Regions from separate parts of the Sus scrofa genome. Here regions 1 and 2 are each linked to region 3. Evidence: chromatin contacts called from public HiChIP or PLAC-seq data. All regions are on one chromosome and are shown on one strand. The core of a region is the stretch at or near the end of the contact, and the rest is flanking DNA. Distances in the headings are between cores, read along the strand shown.

Region 1 (4,407 bases), core at 1,008-3,507, 160 kb after region 3:
CCCATGTCATTTCTCTGATCTACTGTATAGTAACTGTGCAACAAAGAAATAAAAATAGCTGATATTTGTTAAGTACTTACTATGTGCCAGAAACAATACTAATTGCTCTCTATATAATTATCCCCTACGGCCCAGGGGGTAATTTAAACTTTTTTTTTTTAATGGCTACTCAATGGCATAGGGAAGTTCCCAAGCTATGCAGCCTATACCATAGCCATGACAACACCAGATCTGAGCCACATCTTCGACCTATGCTGCAGCTTGCAGCAATGCTGGATCCTTAACCCACTGAGTGAAGTCAAGGATTGAACACACATCCCCACAGATACTCTGTCGGATCCTTAACCTGCTGAGCCACAAAGGGAACTCTTTTTTTTTTTTTTTTTTTTTTTTTTGGTGGCCCCTCAGCAAGCACATGAGCCAGGGATTAGATCCAAACTGTAGTTGCAACCTACTTGGCAGCTGCAACAGTACCAGATCCTTAACCCATTGTGCCAGGATGAGTATCGAACCTGCATCCTAGCATTCCAGTGACAATGCAGATCCCATTGAGCCACAGTGGGAACTCCAAAAGTTTTTATCTTTTTTTTTTTAGGGCTGCACTCGTGGCAAATGGAGGTTCCCAGGCTAGGGGTGGAATCAGAACTGTAGCTGCCAGCCTATGCCACAGCCACAGCAATGCCAGATCCAAGCTGTGTCTTCAGCCTACACCACAGCTCATGGCATCACTGGATCCTTAACCCACTGAGCGAGGCCAGGTATCAAGCCTGTGTCCTCATGGATACTAGTCAGATTCATTTCCGCTGAGCCACACCAGGAATTCCTACAATTTCCTTTTGATGGCTGTGTAGTTATCCACTATTTAATTGACCTGCTGTCAAATGAGGTTTAGCTAGGTTAAACAGCTGTCCTTAAATCACTCAGCTGGTGCAGCCAGGATTTGAAAAGTTTCGACTGACTCCAAAGCCTTTATTCTTTTTTTTTTTTTTTTTTAAGGCTGCACCTGTGGCACATGGAAGTTTCAAGGCCAGGGATTGAATCTGAGCCACAGCTGTGACCCGAGCCACTGCAGTTTTATTCTTAACACTCTGCACCACAGTGGGAACTCCCAAGAGCCTATATTCTAAATTAGTGTGTGTTGGAGTTCCTTAGTGGCTCCGTGAGTTAAGGACTCAGCATTGTCACTTCTGTGACTCTGGTTGCTGCTGTGGTGTGGGTTTGATATCTGGTCTGGCAACTTCTGTATGCTATGTGCAGGCCATAAAAACAAAAGAAAACAAAACCAGTGTGTCTCAAACTTTAGTGCATATATGAATCCCTATAAATGCAGATAGGGTGGGTCTGGGGTGAGGCCTGAGAGTCTTCATTTCTTACAAACTGCTCATTATATCAAAGCAAAGCTAGTCTGGTTTGTCAATCTTGACTGCACCTTGGAATCACCTGGGGAGTATTAAACACTACTCATGCCTGACTTCCACCCTAAGAGATGCCAACTGCATTTGTCTGAGATGTAGCCTGGCTCTGTTTCCCCCACCAAAGTTCCTCAGGGGATTCCTGGGTGCAGCCTGGCCTGTGAAGTACTGTCCCCAAAGCCTGCTTGTTCTGAGGGGTTCTTCCAGCATCACTAACCTGATCCTTATCAAGCTGGCTCCTGGGCAGGAGTTGATTAGCCTCAGGTGACTTCCGAGAGTAGCCTGGTGCCGTATTACAGCCCTGCTATAATTGTCTGGAGTGAGTTCTGGTATTATATTTGATGGCCTACTATGTGTTGATCACATATCTATCGGGCTGGGGGAGAGTGTATAAAGATGATAAGGTCACAGCTCTTTTTGTCAAGGTGTTTACAACCCAGCTGTTTACAACCCAGCTGTTTTTCTCCTTGAGGTAAGTCCCAGAAACACTAAGAAGAATAGAGTGTTGGGTTTACAGGCCCAAAGCACCACACTCCTTTGGACCAAAACGTTTCTAAACTTCTCGAGGTGGTTGAAGAATTTGGATTTAGGTCTATGGCTGAGTGCTCAAGCCTTGATCCTGACAGTCTTGTCCACCATCCACCTGCTCACAGTGGTTCTGGATATGTCAGGCCCCTCATTCCCCAGGAGCTGGCCTCCGCTAGATGGCAGGTAGCAGAGCAGAAAGCAAACAAGCTCCTGACACCCACAGGGGAGGAAGTTAGGGCCCAGCCAAGCATGCCCAGTTCCTACTTTCAGATTCACCAATCAGATAATATATTCCTCCTCCTCTGGGGAGGCGGGTATCTTGTACTCCATGGGCAGCCGCCTTCTCTGGCCATGCTTAGGAACAGCCCAGTGCCATGGGATAGCTGTGCATGTGACAGGAGCTCACTGGCTCGTTGAGTCTGTCTGGTTTATCTGTAGCTTCCCAGAACTTCAGACTTTTGCAGTCTCCGGGAGAGGTAAGTCACTCTGCATACTTCATCTTTCAGTACTGAGAGGTGTTTTGGAAGAGATTTTTTTTTTAAACAAATTAATTGATTCCTTTGGGGTTTTATAGTTAAGCCTTCATTCATTTGGAGATCTTTGATTTCAAATACAAGATATTTCAGACAGGGGCCAATCTGATTTTTCTTCTGTTCAGATAGTCAAAAATATTTATTAAGAGCATATTCTAGGAGCTCCTGCTGTGGTGCAATGGGTTAAGAATCTGACTGCGATGACTCAGTTTGCCACAGAGGTGCGCGTTTTTTCCCCGGACCAGCACAGTGGGTTCAAGGATCAGCATTTCCATAGTTGCGGCATTGGTCGCAGCTGTGGCTCAGATTCAATCCCTGGCCTGGGAAGTTCCATAGGTAGCAGGTGTGGCCATTTAAAAAAAAGGGAGGGGGGAGAGGGGGAGGGGGGAGGGGGAGAGGAGGAGAGAGAGAAAGAGGGGGGAGAGAGAGAGAGAGAGAGAGAGAGAGAGTGTTCCTATTGAGGTGCAGGGGAAACGAATCTGACTAGGAACCATGAGGTTGCAGGTTCGATCCCTGGCTTCACTCAGCAGGTTAAGGATCCGGCACTGCTGTGAGCTGTGGTGTAGATCGAAGATGCGGCTCAGATCCTAAGTGGCTGTGGTGTAGGCTGGCAGCTGTAGCTCCACTTAGACCCCTAGCCTGGGAATCTCCGTATGCCACAGGTGTTGCCCTAAAAAAAAAAAAAAAAAAAAAGCATGTGTTAGGTCCTCTGGGCAAGTGACAAAATAAATAAATAAGTAATAAATGAGGGAAAGTTTCTTATAAACATTTACCATATGACCCATTCCTAGAGATGAAATCATATGTTCACAAAAGAACTTGTACACAAATTTCACTGCAGTTTTGTTTGCAGTAGCCAATAACTGGAAACAATCCAAAAGTCCACCAGATGGTGAAAAACCAAAGCAAGGTATTTCTATGTATGGAGTATAACTCAACAATAAAAATGAACAAACTACCGATACAGCAACAACGTGAAATGAATCTCAAAAACATTATGCTGAGGGAGTTCCTGTCGTGGCCCAGTGGTTAACGATTCCAACTAGGAATCATGAGGTTGCAGGTTTTTTTTTTTTTTTTTTTTTGTCTTTTTGCTATTTCTTTGGGCCACTCCCGCGGCATATGGAGGTTCCCAGGCTAGGGGTCTAATCGGAGCTGCAGCCACCGGCCTATGCCAGAGCCTCAGCAACGCAGGATCCGAGCCGAGTCTGCAACCCACACCACAGCTCATGGCAACGCCGGATCGTTAACCCACTGAGCAAGGCCAGGGACCGAACCCGCAACCTCATGGTTCCTAGTCGGATTTGTTAACCACTGTGCCACAACGGGAACTCCAGGTTGCAGGTTTGATTCCTGGCCTTGCTCAGTGGGTTAGGGATCCGGCGTTGCCATGAACTGTGGTGTAGGCCGGTGGCTACAGCTCTGATTAGACCCCTAGCCTGGGAACCTCCATATGCCACAGGAGCGGCCCTAGAAAAGACCAAAAAACAAAACAAACAACAACAACAACAAAACCCCATTATGCTGAGAAAAAGAATTTAGACTCAAAAAAGTATTACTGAATTATTCCATTTATATGAAACCCTAGAGGAGTTCCCGTCGTGACTCCGTGGTTAATGATTCCCACTAGGAACCATGGGGTTGTGGTTTCGATCCCTGGCCTCGCTCAGTGGGTTAAGGATCCGGCGTTGCCGTGAGCTGTGGTGTAGGTTGCAGACGCGGCTCGGATCCCGAGTTGCTGTGGCTGTGGTGTAGGCCAGAGGCGACAGCTCTGATTAGACCCCTAGGCTAGGAACCTCCATATGCTGTGGCTGCGGTCGGTGCAGCCCTAGACAAAACAAAAAGACCAAAATAAATAAATAAATAAATAAATGAAACCCTAGAAAAGGCAATGTAACCTATAGAGACAGAAATCAGATAAGTAGTTGCCTGGG
Region 2 (4,459 bases), core at 757-3,256, 240 kb before region 3:
CACCTCTCCATGGAAGGAAGGTTAAAGAATTTGTAGCCATCTTTGATGCAGCATGCAGAAATAGAAAGTGTAGCAGACTCTGACAACAACAGTAAATGAGAAAGGAAATGCCAATACTTCCCTTCATAAGAAAAGATTTTGTTTGTTTTTTAAGGACAAGATGATTTGAGCATGTTTGAAGGCTAAGGAAAAAGAACCAGTGAAGGGAGTGGATTAAGGCAGTAAGAAAAAGAATGTTTGCTGCTTGAGAGCTTTGGAGAGCAGCCATACTGCTGTTGCGTAGATGCAAGCCATTTCCTGTTATCCTTGAGCATTGGTGAAGTCATGTGAAACTTCTCAGCCTGGGCTCACTTTTGCTGTGGGGAATGGCAGGATAGGCTGGTTCCGCTTCTGGTCTGGAAGAGCAGTGCTTTCTGAAGCCAGAGATTGGCTCCATGTCAGTCTGCCCCATGTTAGGGCCATGTGCTCCATTTTCCTTTCTCACCCTGCACAGCCTCATGTAAGACACCACAGCAAAAACACAACCTGCAAACCAGAATGCCAGTGCTAGGGCCTTGGTGGAACAAAAGGTTTCACGTAGGTGGAGGGTGGAGAGCGGGCTGTGTGTAGTTCAGCTTCACCAGGCTTGAAGAGGATGCAGAAGGAGGAAGATCAGAACCTGGTTACATCCTAGAATCTTAGAATTCTGTGCTCTGAGGTAAAAGAGGGCCTTTCTTTATTTTCCAGGGATTGCAAGGTGCCCAAACATCCCTAGCTGCCATAGGGTTATTCCTCACAACACAAGGCTTATGTCAGACAAGGTTCTGGCAAAACTCTCTAAACTTTGCAGACATAAAATAGCAGCTGGATTTTAATTTCTCAGGATTTTGGATAAGGCATAGTAGGAAAGACTTGTCTCCATTCTAGGTAATGTGGAACAGCTCAGATGGCAGGGCTTCTTCCCTCAATGACTTGGTTCCTCACCTGGATGGGTGCACCTGGTTCTTGTGTCTGGGATCTCAGTTCTCTGTGATAACTGGAGAACTCCATGTGATCTCTTACAGCAAGATGGAAGAGCAGATGCAGCCCAGTTTTATCAAGAGCTCAGAATCAAGATTGCCAGGTGTTCTTAAGGCTCAGACCTGAAACCAGCACATCATCATTTCCCCCAGATTCTTCTTTGGGTAAGTTGAGTCAAAGGCCCAGTCCAGATTTCAGGGTGGAGAACCACACAAGCTTATACTGCCAGGAGGCACGTTTCATTGGAGGTCAACAAAGTAACTACCTGACAAGAGGGGCTCTAGGGGCTGTGGCGGGGTGGGTGGGTAGGATGCTTCGGTTCCTAATTTTATGCTGCCCTTTCTTCAGAGATGACTGGAGCGCAAATAGTGGGGAGCAATTAAATCCCAAACTTCCTCTACAGAATTAAAGGTGTGTGTGGGGGTCTGTTCTAATACTGAATCAGTCTGTATCAAGGGAGGCCGGGCTATGTAGCTTCAGTCTTAGGCATTTACTGAGTATAGCCTATGCGTTGGGTTCTTAAGACACGTGTTACTTGTTAACCCTGTATTAGAGGAGAAAGCAGAGGCTCGATCGCAGCACTCCTATGTCACCGCATCAAGCACTACACCGCGACTCCTAGGACCTTTCTGCTTGGCAGCAGTGTTGGGGTAGAGAGCTGATGGGCGCCGGCGTCTCTGGAAGGTAGCGCTCAACTCCGCGGGGTTGGCTAGAAGAGCGATAGGCTCCCAGGCAACCAAAGGGAAGAGGGAGCTTCAGGATGTCTACCCAGATGCCGCCGAGCCGAGCGAAGGGATAAAACTAGAGCGCTAGGGCGCCCGGGTCGGTATCAAAGCCTGGGACGCTTTGGCCAACCTCAAATCTCCAGCTAGAGACCCTCTTCCAGGGCCGCGCGCGCTGGAGGATGGCAGCCTGCTCTCTGCGCCCCGCCCACGCACGGACGCGCCGGCCCCGCCTCCCGCGCAGTCCTGGCCCCGCCCTCAAGATTGGCCGCCCAGAGCCACCGTCCGCCCAGCCCCGCCCCGCACGGCCAGGCGAAGCTGAGCCGGCCGTGCGGTGTGTGTGTGTGTCTGTGTCCGTGTGTGTGTGTGTGTGCGCGCGCGTGTGTGTATGTGTTCGCGGGGCACACTCTCTGCCCCGGGAAGATGGTGGCGGCGGCGGCGGCGACTGAGGCGAAGCTGAAGAGGAGGACGGCGGAGACTACAGCGCCCGCGAGCAGGAACGACAGGCGGCGCCAGGACTGGGACACAACTGGGGCCGGGAGGCCGGGGCTGGGGGCCGGGCTGCGCCTCTCGCGGTGGCTGCTGCTGCTGCTGCTCCCGCCGCTGCTGCTGCTTCCCTGGGTGGCTGAGGCCGCGGCGGCAGCGGCAGCGGTGTCGGGCTCAGCTGCAGCCGAGGCCAAGGAATGTGACCGGCCTTGTGTCAACGGCGGCCGCTGCAACCCTGGCACCGGCCAGTGCGTCTGCCCCGCCGGCTGGGTGGGCGAGCAATGCCAGCACTGCGGGGGCCGCTTCAGGTGAGTGGGGGTAATGTGCGGTGTTGGAGGGTAGGGCCCAGCCAGAGGCTGAGGCCAAGGGGGCTGGAGATGGCCCCAGGCTGGGGGCGCATGCCAGACGGAAAGTGGGGAGGGTACGGCCGCCCCATGGTGTTTGAGGACCATTTGCTTCCGGGGAGATCATCTTCTCTGGCCTGGGGTCTTCCTGTACTAGAAGATGAAAAGGTTCAAGGCGAGGGTGGGGGCTCCCCAAAGGGGTTTGGGTGCGGCGGTCTACATGAGTGGAAAGCTTAGGGTCCCGAGGATTATCAAAGCCAGTCGGGCTTCTTCGTAAATGAGGTATAAAAGAAAAGGTGAGAGAGCCAGTCTTCCTTAAACACTTCAAAAGAACATCCCCTAGTTCTCTAGGGCCTGATGAGTTGCCTGACTGGTTAGAGATACTCCAGTCTGTGGGGTACTTTGAAGAAACAGGGCCCTGGAAGAGATTTGTTGTTTGGAGATAGAAGGGAAAAGGGTAGGATTGTGAGATATTAGATATAGAAGAAGTAGTGATTCTTGGCTAAAGGAAAGTGAGGAAAGTAGCCTTTAGAAGCTCACCGGAGGAGGCGGATTGGACCAGGGTCTGTCGTGGGGAGCACATGGAAGGAGGTTCTTATTTGCCCTGGTTTCTGGAGAATATGGAGTTCTGAGTTGGTCTGGTTTAGGGCAGGACCTCGCCATTAATTAATTGGTAGTTAGCTATTATTTGCTTTAGTCGTGCAAGGATTTCTGGATAATACACACAGACAGATAGATTAGGCAGACTTTAGCCTAGTCCACAAGGTGTTTGGAACATAGGTCGAGAAAGATAGGTTCATAGATGACTCTAATCATAAGGACCACAAAGTCATTCATGCCTTTGGCAGATGTTCACTGGGCATTTTTGATGTCCGACGTGGAGGAGTGGGGAAATACGGAGAACAAGACAGCCAGGGTCCCTCCTCTCATAGAACTTACTTTCTAGTGGGGAGACAGGCAGTTAACAAGTAAATGAATAAGTGAAAGAAAAGAACAAGGTGATTTCAGATAATGATAAAAGCTGTCAAGTGAGTAAGACATGTTGGCCTGATAGAGAATTATAACCAGTGGATAGTTTTTGGAGAAGCCACACATTGGAAGTGACCTTTGGTCCAATATCTGAATGAGGCAAGGGAGAGAGAACCTGTGGGAGTTCAGGGACAGAGAGACTGTGACTGGTTGGGGGACGCAGGGAATAATTTGAGGAGGAGGTGGCATTGAGTTTGAGCATTTGAGGCTAAGTAAGGTTGGGAAATGTGGAGCTGGGGAAAAAACTCCAAATGGAACAAAGGAGTCAGACAAAATTGTGGAGACTAATAAGTATTGCTAGTGCCAGGGTACATAGATGAGAATTGTGAGAAAGAAGTTTGGAACAGTAGAAGTCTAGAGTCACGTAATGTCAGATCTTCAAGGAAAACTCAGAGAATGAGAACTTTGAGGAGATGAGCTTTGTGGAGCAAGCAAGTGATTTCAAGACTAGTGTACAGCAGGGCTGGCCATGTAACGAGGATTCTGGTAATGTAGTTCTGGTTTAGGAACTGCATTACTCTGCACATACTTGTGAGGGCTACTCTGGGTGAGGTTATGTGATTATAGTGATTAACAAGAGAGACACTGTCCTGCCTTTTTGGAGCTTATATTCTACCTTGGGAATAAGAAATCCAGTTGTCAGTTTCTTATAATTTTCTTAAAGCTGTAGAAGCAAAGAGCAACTTGATTTAGTTTGGAAAGGTAAGGTTAGTGTCCAAATAAGTGATTTCTGAGTTGAGATGTGAAGGGTGACATCACACTGCCTACATAGGAGGTGGGGTGCTGAGGGGCCAGCATGTACGGAGGCTTGAAAATGAGAGGGATCATGGCAGGATGGATAGAAGGCCGGGTGGCTGGAGGAGAGAGAGCAAAGGGGAG
Region 3 (4,141 bases), core at 318-2,817:
CGGCTTTCTCCCATTGCCTCCTTGCCACGTCCAGATGTTACCCCGGTCATGTGTGCAAGTGGCCTGAGGCAGGAAAGGGGTGATCCCCTTCCTCCCTGGCCTCCTCCAGAGCTGGGCTAAATCCCAGGGCCCCTGTTGCCAGACTCCAAATTCTCTGGTTTTTCTGTCTCCCGTTCTCAGCCCAGCCTGGCTGCAGGTTCAGGAGATGAAAGGGAGACTTTCACCGTGGTGCTTAGGGCTTAACACTCTCCACCTGCCCCACCAAAGTGGGAAGGGCATGTCCCCCCATCCCTGTGCACTCACACTGCACTTGGAGGTGAATCTCCTTCTGCATCCTGCGTTCGGCTGCTGAGACCTGGCAGCTCAGGATCCGGCCATGGTCCTGCCAGGACAGGGCCATGTGCAGGGTCTCCATGTGGCTGGTGCCCGAGGGCTCAAGCTTCTGGAGGTGGGAGGTGACGGAGCGGGTGGGATCCTGGCCTTGCCACTGTAGGTTGACCGGCTCCGTCGGGCACACATAGGGAGTGGAGCAGTTGAAGTCCACCTCCATGCCCTCATGCAGCTTGGCTGGCAAGGCAATGGTGGGCACGCTGGGCACCTCTAAGGATGAGAGAGGAGGCTGGGGACTCCCGTTCACCACACCTGAGCCCTCCTGCCTTGGAAACCCTGGCTCCAGGCTGGAGCTTCAAGGAGAAGGAGAATGCAAGTAGTTCACAGGGGCGAATGCCAGGGGGCACAGGGCTAGGACTGGAACTGCGGCCAAGATTGGGGCTGGGGTTGGCTTTCAGACCAGGATGGGAACTGTGAGCCAGTGGGGCCAGGGGTGGCCTGGGAGCCCAGGCAGTGGCTGGGCCACCCTGCTCCTCACCTGTCACGGTGACAACTGTGCCTTTGACATCTGACCAGCGGTTGCCCTCGCTGATCTCAAAGCGGAAGTTATAGGAGCCCGAGTCCTGGGGCTGCAGGTCCTTCAGCAGCAGGCTGCACGTCCTCTGCTCAACCTGCCCCAACAGCAGGGCCCGGCCTTGGAAGTGGTTCTCCACCACCTTTGGGTTCCTGGAGTGGCTCACTACCAGGCGCTTGCCTGAGTAGTCATAGTACCAGATGGCTGTGATGCCATGGGGCACCTCCACGTTGGCCGGGAAGCCGAAGGTGCAGGGGATGATGAGGCAGGAGCCCTTGATGCCCTGCACGGTCTCGGGGCTGGAAACCGTCCACGAGGCCAGGCCTGAGGGAGGGACAGGACAGGGTGGAGTGTGATGCAGGCCAGGGTCACCTCCTGATCTGTCACATAGGAGGTGCTCCAGATGGGCCCCCGAACCCTGCCGTGTCCTCAGCAATGCAGCCCCACGGGGCACCCCAGGGAGGGTCATGGCTCCCTGTCACTGCTTCCCCATGCCCTTCTTCAACCTCAGCAGCTAAACCTGTGACCAGATACAGTCCAGTGTGCCCAGGCCAGCCAAGGGCTGGCCTTGCTGAGCCAGGCCCTGTGAGAAGAAAAAAGCCAGAACAACTTACCTGCTAGAGCAGATGAAGCCAGGAGGAGGAGCAGGAGCAGGAAGTCCATAGCAGGTTCTGGCGCTGCTTCTGGAGCCTAAGAGGGTGGCACACAGTGGGCTGGCAGGGCACACGGGAGCCTCCTGGGGAACCTCAGGGTACCTGGGTCTCAGAGCCTGCTGGGAACCCAGTCCTGTTTCCCCACGTGCTACGCTGGCCAACCCAGTGAGAGGGCAGGGCAGCTGCCAGCAGGGAGCCAGGAGCCCACTTCCCCAGCTCAGGCTGTGCCTAGGAATGCCTTCACTTGATGGCATGCCCCAGAAAGTCCTCTGTCACTTGGCCACACCCTAAGTTCTGCTTTCCCAGCCCCTCAAGGATAAATAGCTGTTTCTCTTTCCCCACTTCCCTGCCCTGTCTCTGCACCCAAGTTAACAGAAATGGGAGCCCAGAGAGGCCCAGCGACTTACTCCAAGGCATCCAGCACACATGATGCTTTCTTGTTTGAGACTTGCTCCCTATCAGCAGCCTTACCAGCTATAGAGCTGAGCACATACCAAAGTGCTGCCTTTGAGTCCCTCCCCTGCTTGAAAACCTTCTGTGGCTCCCCATTTCCCATGAGATGGGGTTCCCAGTGCATCCCTGAAAGGTCCCCCTTTCCTACTCTGAGCTCTGCCCCATTCCCTGCTCCCCCTGGGTTCGCCCTAGGACCAGTCTCACTCTGGGGCCAGTCCTGTCTGCCCATGGGCTCTCCAGCTGGCCAGGTCTGGCATCACCAAAAATGATCTTTTCTTGCTGAAATCTCATTCAGTCTTCAAGGTGGCTTCCAGGTGAAACGTCCCTTTTGGGGTCTCTAGTCAATCCAGAACCATCTCTGTGGTTGCCTTGTCCCTGGTGAGCACCCACTTCTCAAGACCTGGAACTGAGGACATTGTCCTGCAGCAGGGCAGAGCACCCCCAGGCCTTTCAGTGGCAGGCAAGAGAGGGGTGTGGTTCTTGGGGATTTAAAGTTGATGACGGGGCAAGTCTAGGTGTGGCAGGGAGCACAAGGACCCTGCCCAACACATATCCCACAAACATGAGTTGAAAGCCTACTGTATACTATGCACAAGAGGGCAGGCCCTCCACCATGGAGTGCCCCTGATGGGGATGGGGACACAGATGTGAATCCAAAGGGGAGAGATGCCAGAAACACAAATAACAGAAACTATAAAACTCTTAGAAGAAAATGGGTGAAAATCTTCATGACCTAACTTCAGGCAATGATTTCTTAAGTATGACACTAAGAACACAAGCAACAAAAGAAAAAACAGATAAACTGAACTGAATCAAAATGAAAATCTTTTTGCATCAAAGGACACTATCAGGGAGCTCCTGTCGTGGCTCAGTGGTTAACGAATCCGAATAGGAACCATGAGGTTGCGGGTTTGATCCCTGGCCTCACTCAGTGGGTTGAGGATCTGGCGTTGCCATGAGCTGTGGTGTAGGTCGAAGATGTGGCTCGGATCCCACATGGCTGTGGCTCTGGCGTAGGCCGGTGGCTACAGCTCTGATTAGACCCCTAGCCTGGGAACCTTCATATGCCACAGGAGTGGCCCTAGAAAAGGCAAAAAGACAAAAAAAAAAAAAAAAAAAAAAAAAAGACAATATCAGGAGAGTGAAAAGCCAACCCACAGAATGGGCAAAAATACGTGCACATCATACATCTGATAAAGGGAGTTTCCATTGTGGCTCAGTGGAAACAAACCCAATTGGTATCCATGAGAATGCAGGTTCAATCCCTGGCCTCACTCGGTGGGTTAAGGATCTGGCATTGCCATGAGCTGTGGTGCAGGTCACAGATATGGTTCAGATCTGGTGGTGCTGTGGCTGTAGCATAGGCCGGCATCTGTAGCTCTGATTCAACCACTAGCCTGGGAACTTCCATATGCTGCACCTGCAGCCCTAAAAAAAAAAAAAAAAAAAAAAATCCAAATATCTGATAAGGGATTACCATTTGGAATATGTAAAGAACTGCTACAATTCAACAACTAAAAAACCCAAACAACCCAAATTCAAAAAATAGGCTACAGATTTGTATAGACATTTCTCCAAGATGACGTACAAATGGCGGATAAACCCATGAAAAGATGCTCAACATCATTAGTCACCAGCAAATCAAAACCACAATAAGCTACCACTTCATACCCATTAGAATGACTGTAAAAAACAAACAAACAAAACCAGAAAATAACACATGTCAGCGAGGCTGTGGAAAAATGGAAGATTCGTGTACTGTTGGTGGGAATGTAAAATGATGCAGCTCCTGTGGAACCATTTAGTGTTTCCGAGTGTCCATCCACAGACGAATGGATTTTTTTAAATGTGGTATGTCCATGCAATAGAATATTATTCAGCCATAAGAAGGAATAAATTCTGGACTTCCTTTCGTGGCTCAGTGGTTAACAAACCTGACTAGGATCCATGAGGATGTGGGTTTGATCCCTGGCCTCGCTCATTGGGTTAAGGATCTGGTGTTGCCAGCCGAGAGCTGTGTAGGTCACAGATGCAGCTTGGATCCCTAGTTGCTGTGGCTGCGGTGTAGGCTGGCAGCTGTAGCTCCCATTTGACCCCTAGCCTGGGAACCTCCATACACCACGAGTGCGGC

What was found. HiChIP or PLAC-seq counts read pairs in DNA pulled down with a chosen protein or histone mark.
Region 1: an H3K27ac HiChIP or PLAC-seq map of alveolar macrophages shows a contact between it and region 3. The contact joins the promoter of PANK2 here to the promoter of SIGLEC1 in region 3. A contact is called at or near these places in 1 of 47 Hi-C or Micro-C datasets (fetal heart ventricle) and 1 of 2 datasets of contacts at active chromatin or transcription factors (alveolar macrophages).
Region 2: an H3K27ac HiChIP or PLAC-seq map of alveolar macrophages shows a contact between it and region 3. The contact joins the promoter of ATRN here to the promoter of SIGLEC1 in region 3. A contact is called at or near these places in 2 of 2 datasets of contacts at active chromatin or transcription factors (alveolar macrophages and skeletal muscle).

Annotation. Positions count from the first base shown.
Region 1 is chr17:31,842,151-31,846,557 of Sscrofa11.1, reverse strand. PANK2 (pantothenate kinase 2, mitochondrial) reads left to right here and starts at 2,257. Exons shown (of 7, transcript XM_021078060.1): 1 at 2,257-2,416.
Region 2 is chr17:32,237,119-32,241,577 of Sscrofa11.1, reverse strand. ATRN (attractin) reads left to right here and starts at 2,006. Exons shown (of 30, transcript XM_021077392.1): 1 at 2,006-2,515. The coding sequence starts at 2,145.
Region 3 is chr17:31,998,153-32,002,293 of Sscrofa11.1, reverse strand. It overlaps SIGLEC1 (sialic acid binding Ig like lectin 1), which reads right to left and starts at 1,567. Exons shown (of 21, transcript NM_214346.1): 1 at 1,519-1,567; 2 at 869-1,228; 3 at 304-600. The coding sequence starts at 1,567.